Linked DNA regions of Sus scrofa: region 1 is linked to region 2. A link is a contact called in public HiChIP or PLAC-seq data. All regions are on one chromosome and are shown on one strand. The core of a region is the stretch at or near the end of the contact, and the rest is flanking DNA. Distances in the headings are between cores, read along the strand shown.

Region 1 (2,869 bases), core at 32-2,531, 230 kb before region 2:
TCTGAGGACTTCCATATGTGGCAGGTGCAGCACTAAAAAGAAAAGAAAAAGAAAAGAGACATTGGGGCAGGACTCTCAGAACTGTTGGCTTCACTGGTCCCTGCTGATCTGCCCTCCTCTAGATGAAGCTGGAAGCCTGGAGCCCACCTGGGCCTGACTCCAAGCGCCTGTATCCTCCAGGTGGCTGCTCCACGTGGGCTCACAAGGATAGGCTGACCCTCAGTCTGCTCCTTCCCTGCCTGCCACTCCCGAGCCACAGACAGTTCAACTTTTTTCTTTTCTTATCTTTTTTTTCAGGGCCAAACATGTGGCACATGGAGGTTCCCAGGCTATGGGTCAAACCAAAACTATAGCCACCGGCCTGCACCACAGCCACAGGAACGCGAGATCCAAGCCACCTCTGTGACTTACACCACACCTCACGGCAATGCCGGATCCTTAACCCACTGATCGAGGCCAGGGATCGAATCTGCATCCTCACGGATACTAGCTGGGTTCGTCGTTACCACAGAGCCATGATGGGAACTCCTGATATAGATTTTGATCCCTCTAAGAGGTGAAGCATGACTCCCGCCCAGGAAGCAGGGGCTGCACCCAGCGACTACAGAAGGAGTTCCCGTCGTGGCGCAGTGGTTAACGAATCCGACTAGGAACAATGAGGTTGCGGGTTCGATCCCTGCCTTTGCTCAGTGGGTTAACGATCTGGCGTGGCCGTGAGTTGTGGTGTAGGTTGCAGATGCGGCTCAGATCCCACGTTGCTGTGGCTCTGGCATAGGCCTGTGCCTATGGCTCCAATTAGACCCCTAGCCTAGGAACCTCCATATGCCGCGGGAGTGGCCCAAGAAATGGCAAAAAGACAAAAAAAAAAAAAAAAAAACAACAAAAAAACCACAAAATCTATATCAATTATTTAGAAGTCGCGCATAAGGGAGATTTCTCTTTCCCTTTGACTGCCGTCTTCAATTTATTTGTATCACAATGGACTCATGGATATTTGTTTCCCACTTTGAGTTGTTAGGAAATACGATTGTTTTTGTTCAAATTGTTCCTACGTTTGCCCTGGGGAGCTCCTTCAGTTGGCTCTGTGTCCCTTTGCCTTAGTGCTGTCACTTTGTGTCAGGGAGCACTTTCTTAACTTTCCGGCTGTAGGAGATGCTCCAGGCTCCTCCCCCAGGCCAGACTCAGCCCCTTCTCCAAGGAGCCCTGGTGTCTGTTACAGAGGAGCATGGGCTTAGGAGCCCAGCTGTGTGTGTTTCTGGCCACTTGGGTGTCGTTGCTTCTAGCCTCTCAAGGGCCAAGGGCATGTGTAAACATAAATAACCCCTGGCTAGACCCATAACCATGATGTCTATATTTACCCACTGACATTTCTGTAAGCTAACTAAACACGAGTTCCTAGCGTCATCTCCCAACGCTGACCCAGTGTCATGTGGTTTGTCCTAGCCTCCTCCCCCACTGCCCCTGTCTTATCTGTAACTGGCTCTCACCCCCCATCATCTCTGTACTCTTTTATTTATCCAGGTGGTTCAGGATTCTTAGCCTGGGCTCGGGGAGAGACAACTTTACCAACAAGAGCAGAGTGCTGCACGCAATCCCTGCCACCCCCCCCACACCGCCTTTCCTTTCTTTTTCGGCTACATCTGCTGTGTATGGAAGTTCCCCAGCCAGGGATTGAATCCTAGCCTCACCTCTGACCTACGTCACAGCTGTGGCAACATCAGATCCTAAAGCCACTGCCCCAGGTGGGGATCGAACCCGGCAAAGCCACAGAGGCAAGCTGGATCATTAACCCACTTCGCCACAGTGGGAACGCCATAGCCCCTTTTGTCTAAAGACTTTGTCTAAAGTCATGGTTACCATTCATTCCCAAAGCTTTATTTTTAATTAAAAAAAAAATTTTTTTTTGTCTTTTTAGGGCCGTACCTGCAGTATATGGAGGTTCCCAGACTAGGGGTCCAATCAGAGCTGTAGCCTCCAGCCTACACCAGAGCCACAGCAACGTGGGATCCGAGCCTCGTCTGCGACCTACACCACCGCTCATGGCAGCGCCGGATCCTTAACCCACTGAGCGAGGCCAGGGATCGAACCTGCAACCTCATGTTCCCAGTCCAAAGATTCGTTAACCACTGCGCCACGACGGGAACTCCCCAAAGCTTTATTTTTTAAAGTTAAAGTATAGTTGATTTTCAATATTGTGCCGACTTCAGCCCCTTTTCTCGCCCACCTCCTTCAGGGCGGTTTCAAACTGCTTCTCTAACACAGTGGGGATTCCACGCTGGGGTCGCTAACATCCTAATTTTTTTTTTTTTTTAATTTGTCCCCGCTAAGTTTCCCTCTGTGCTCTAAAGCCCCAAGAGGCTGACGAGGTACAGTGTCACACACCCACCATCTCAGCACCATTACAGCCCACTTTCACTTCCCCTCCAAACCCCCTGTGCTTCGCCAACTCAGCCCTCCTTCCAGCCCCTCAGTGTCCAGGGATCTGTCTTCCTTTTCCATCTTCTGTGTCTTAACTGAGCTTGACGTTGGCCGTGGCGCCTGCCCACCAGCATCGTTGAAAACCCTTCTCTCCGATTGCCTTGGTTACCTCCCACTGTGGCATCACCTGTCGTCTTCCTTTCTCAGCCAAACCATTTATCTGCCCTCAGCCTGACTTCTCACCTCGCCACTGACACCGCTCCTGCCAAGGTCTCCAATGGCTTCCTTGGTGCCAAACCCAGAGGGCCCTGCGTCCCCTCTGTGGCCACCTCCTGGGGCTGGAAGCCTGAGCCTGTCCTTCTCGCTCTGCGGTGCCACTCCCTCATGACTCATTCCCTCCCGGCCTTAAGAAATGTCCACGTGGACACTTCCCCGCCCCCCCCGGTTTGGA
Region 2 (2,946 bases), core at 306-2,805:
CCACACTGACGATCCGAGCCATGTTCCCAACACCAGGTTGAAAGTTCAGAGTTAAAACCCCACCAATATATGAACAAGAAAAGGAAAAAGCACAACCAGGTGCGACAACAGCAAGAAAGCCCCCCCCCCTCACCTGGCTCCCAAACTGTGCACACCCTAAAGCTCATCCCAGCCATAAGGTCACAAGCACGGGAGACCTGTCACCTTGTCCCTCAGTTGGGCAGCCCTTCAAAACCTTGGGGGGGGGTGGCATCCCTCATCCCTCACAAGGCTCGAGCAGCTGTGATCCATGCACCTGAGACCGGCAGCAGGTGTAGACCTCCCAGACTGGTGGGAACAAAGGGGTGGGGGCACCCGAGACGGGCAAAGCTGTAGGGACGCCACCAGTTACGAATGATGCCATTGCAAATCTCCTAGGAAACAGTCTGGAAAGATGTAATAACAGCTATAAAGTCGTTTTTAACCCTTCTGGTCATTCCTCTTCAGAAGTACACTTAAAGAAAAAAATACTTTGTAGAATGCTCATAAATGTTCTAGAATTAGATGATGGTTGCACCACTGTGTGAATATATTAAAAACTACTGAATTATACACTTTGAAAAAGGGGAAATTTTACAGTAGGTGAATCATAATTCAACTTTTTTAAAAAGTTTGCAAAGTACTATTTAAAATAGCAGAAAGTGTTGTGGTGCAGCAGAAACGCATCCGACTAGGAACCATGACGTTTCGGTTCGATCCCTGGCCTCACGCAGTGGGTTAAGGATCTGGTGTTGCCATGAGCTGTAGTGTAGGTCACAGATGTGGCTCGGACCTGGCGTTGCTGTGGCTGTGGTGTAGGCCAGCAGCTGTAGCTCCGATTCAACCCCTAGCCTGGGAACCTCCATATGCCGCCCTATAAAGAAAAAAAAAAAAAAAGTAAGAAGTCGAAGCAACCAAGATGCTTCATAATAGAACAATTCATATTCTGTGCTATAAACAGAACTGAACAGAAACGGTGGAAGATACATATATTTTGTAGATTGTCGATACATGGAAATTTAAATACATACATAAGTAAGAGAGAGGGTAGTGGGTGAAGAATGGGCATAACAGAGCACCTCAGATCAGTCCCGGGTCTTTATATAACCCGACGAAAGGCACCTAGGAGCCACTCGGAGCCCAGAGAGGCTGAGCTCACTGCTGGCCCCCCAACTTGAAAGAAGAGCAGCAACCCCATTTGCATTTCTGTGCGAATCCTTCAAACAATCCCGAGAGACAGGTGATGGGTTGAAATCTTTACTAGAGACTGTGCTGGAGACGCAGCCTTCAGAGCTGGGGCCAGAAACCCCGTCCCCGTCGCCTGCGCACCGTGGGAGATGCTGGTTTTCCCCGCAAAAACACAGGTTTTAAAACAAAACCACGAAAAGCTAGCTGTGATCTCTACCAGCAGCTCCCAGGACCGCTAAAAATAACAAGGGGAGCGGGCCAAAGAGAGAGTGAGCCCCGGGCTGGCCAGCAGGCTCCCCGGTCAGGAGAGCTGGCGGGGGCCCTGGGCTCACCTTGCAGATGGCCCCGCTGCTGGCCCTGCTGAGTGAGCTCCCAGCCCCTTCTGGCATGTCAGGCTGGAGGCAGGACAGCTGGCGTGGACCTGGGAGGATGCTGGCTGCCTTGGTCCCTCAGGGAGAGGCAGGCAATGGGCGCTCCCACCCCCAGTGGTCAATGGGCATCACGCCAGCGCCAGAACAGGGACCCTCGCAAAGTAGGGACAGCTACTCCGTCCTCAGAAAGCCTTCCTCCTTCCTCCTGCCAGAAAAAAGGAGCCTTGCAGTCAGCGGGGAAACTAGGGCAGCAGAGAGCCGGCCCGGAGTGCATCCTGGCAGGAAGGCCGAGGGCGTGGAGGGCTCCACAGTTAGAAGCCTGGGTTCTGCGCCATCGCCGCAGACCTGGGGCCACATCTCAACACTCCCAGAACGGCAGCCCAGTCCACGCAACTGAACCTCGGTCCATGAACCACCCAGCCCCCTTCCAGCAGAGCCCTTCCCAGGGGCCGGTGACCAGTGGCCGTGATGAGGGCTGGCAGGGGTCCTCTCCCCACACAGGCTAGGGGCCCAGCCAGGGTCGCTCCTCGTATAGCCCACGTGCTGCTTCAGGAGACCCTGGGCGGGTAGCCAGGGTTTCTATGACTCCTGGGGGCTCACTGGACAGGGACTCTGCAGAGGGGTGCTGGGCGCTGGGGCTGCAGGAGGACACTCTGCCCCCACCTCCTCCCCTGCGCTCTCTCCCCCTCCTGCCTCTGCAGCAAACTCCTCTGGGCCAGAGGCTGCGGCAGAAGCAGAGAAAACACCTCTCACCCAGCCATGAAGGGAGGGCACTGGGGAAGCCAGCCTCCCCACCGTGACATGGATTCTGGGGCCGGGGGGGGGTGGGGGGCAATCCAAACCACCTTGAGCTCAGGAGCCCCTGTCCCTGGGCCAGCAGCCCCTCCCCTTCCAGCACTCAGGCCGCAGTCTAGGCTGCCACCAGGAGCAGGGTCGCTCCGTGCTCCCAGCAAAGGAGTTAGCAAGGTCTACACAACTGCAGCAGGATGGGGACCTGGCGGCAGGGCGAGGGGGGGGGCGGGGAAGAAGGCCGCCACTCTGTCCTTCAGCGGAACTTAACGGTCAGACCGCAGGCTGAGAATCCTGCCTCGGACACTTGCTGGCCACGCTCAGTCCCACTGCGGCAGTTTGCCTGCTGAGCTCACCAAACAACAGTCAGACACGGTGACCTCTGGCGGGGCGGGCAGCCTCTCCTGCGGCGTCCCATCCCCAACCCTAGGACAAGGCACAGCCGACGCCTTGATGTGCTGGGCACAGGGCTTACTGCCGTGCTGCGGTGGCTGCTGGGCCCCCCGTGTCTGCTCTGGCTCTCCAGCCAGAACTAGAGTCCAGCAGGGTCCCCCTGAGAGAGGGGCTCCAAAGTAGGACC

Evidence for each region. HiChIP or PLAC-seq counts read pairs in DNA pulled down with a chosen protein or histone mark.
Region 1: an H3K27ac HiChIP or PLAC-seq map of skeletal muscle shows a contact between it and region 2. The contact joins two enhancer-like sites. A contact is called at or near these places in 1 of 47 Hi-C or Micro-C datasets (liver) and 2 of 2 datasets of contacts at active chromatin or transcription factors (alveolar macrophages and skeletal muscle).

The regions. Positions count from the first base shown.
Region 1 is chr6:69,912,478-69,915,346 of Sscrofa11.1, reverse strand. No RefSeq gene overlaps it. Among named protein-coding and RNA genes, the nearest start is that of SLC25A33, 21 kb to the left of the region's middle. Within about 2 kb of position 1,281, at least 9 of the 83 cell types and tissues checked have an H3K27ac peak or open chromatin away from gene starts, as enhancers often do. A contact at or near this core is called in skeletal muscle, where this site is marked.
Region 2 is chr6:69,680,795-69,683,740 of Sscrofa11.1, reverse strand. The region is part of intron 3 of H6PD (GDH/6PGL endoplasmic bifunctional protein); the gene reads right to left. Among named protein-coding and RNA genes, the nearest start is that of H6PD, 16 kb to the right of the region's middle. Within about 2 kb of position 1,555, at least 4 of the 83 cell types and tissues checked have an H3K27ac peak or open chromatin away from gene starts, as enhancers often do. A contact at or near this core is called in skeletal muscle, where this site is marked.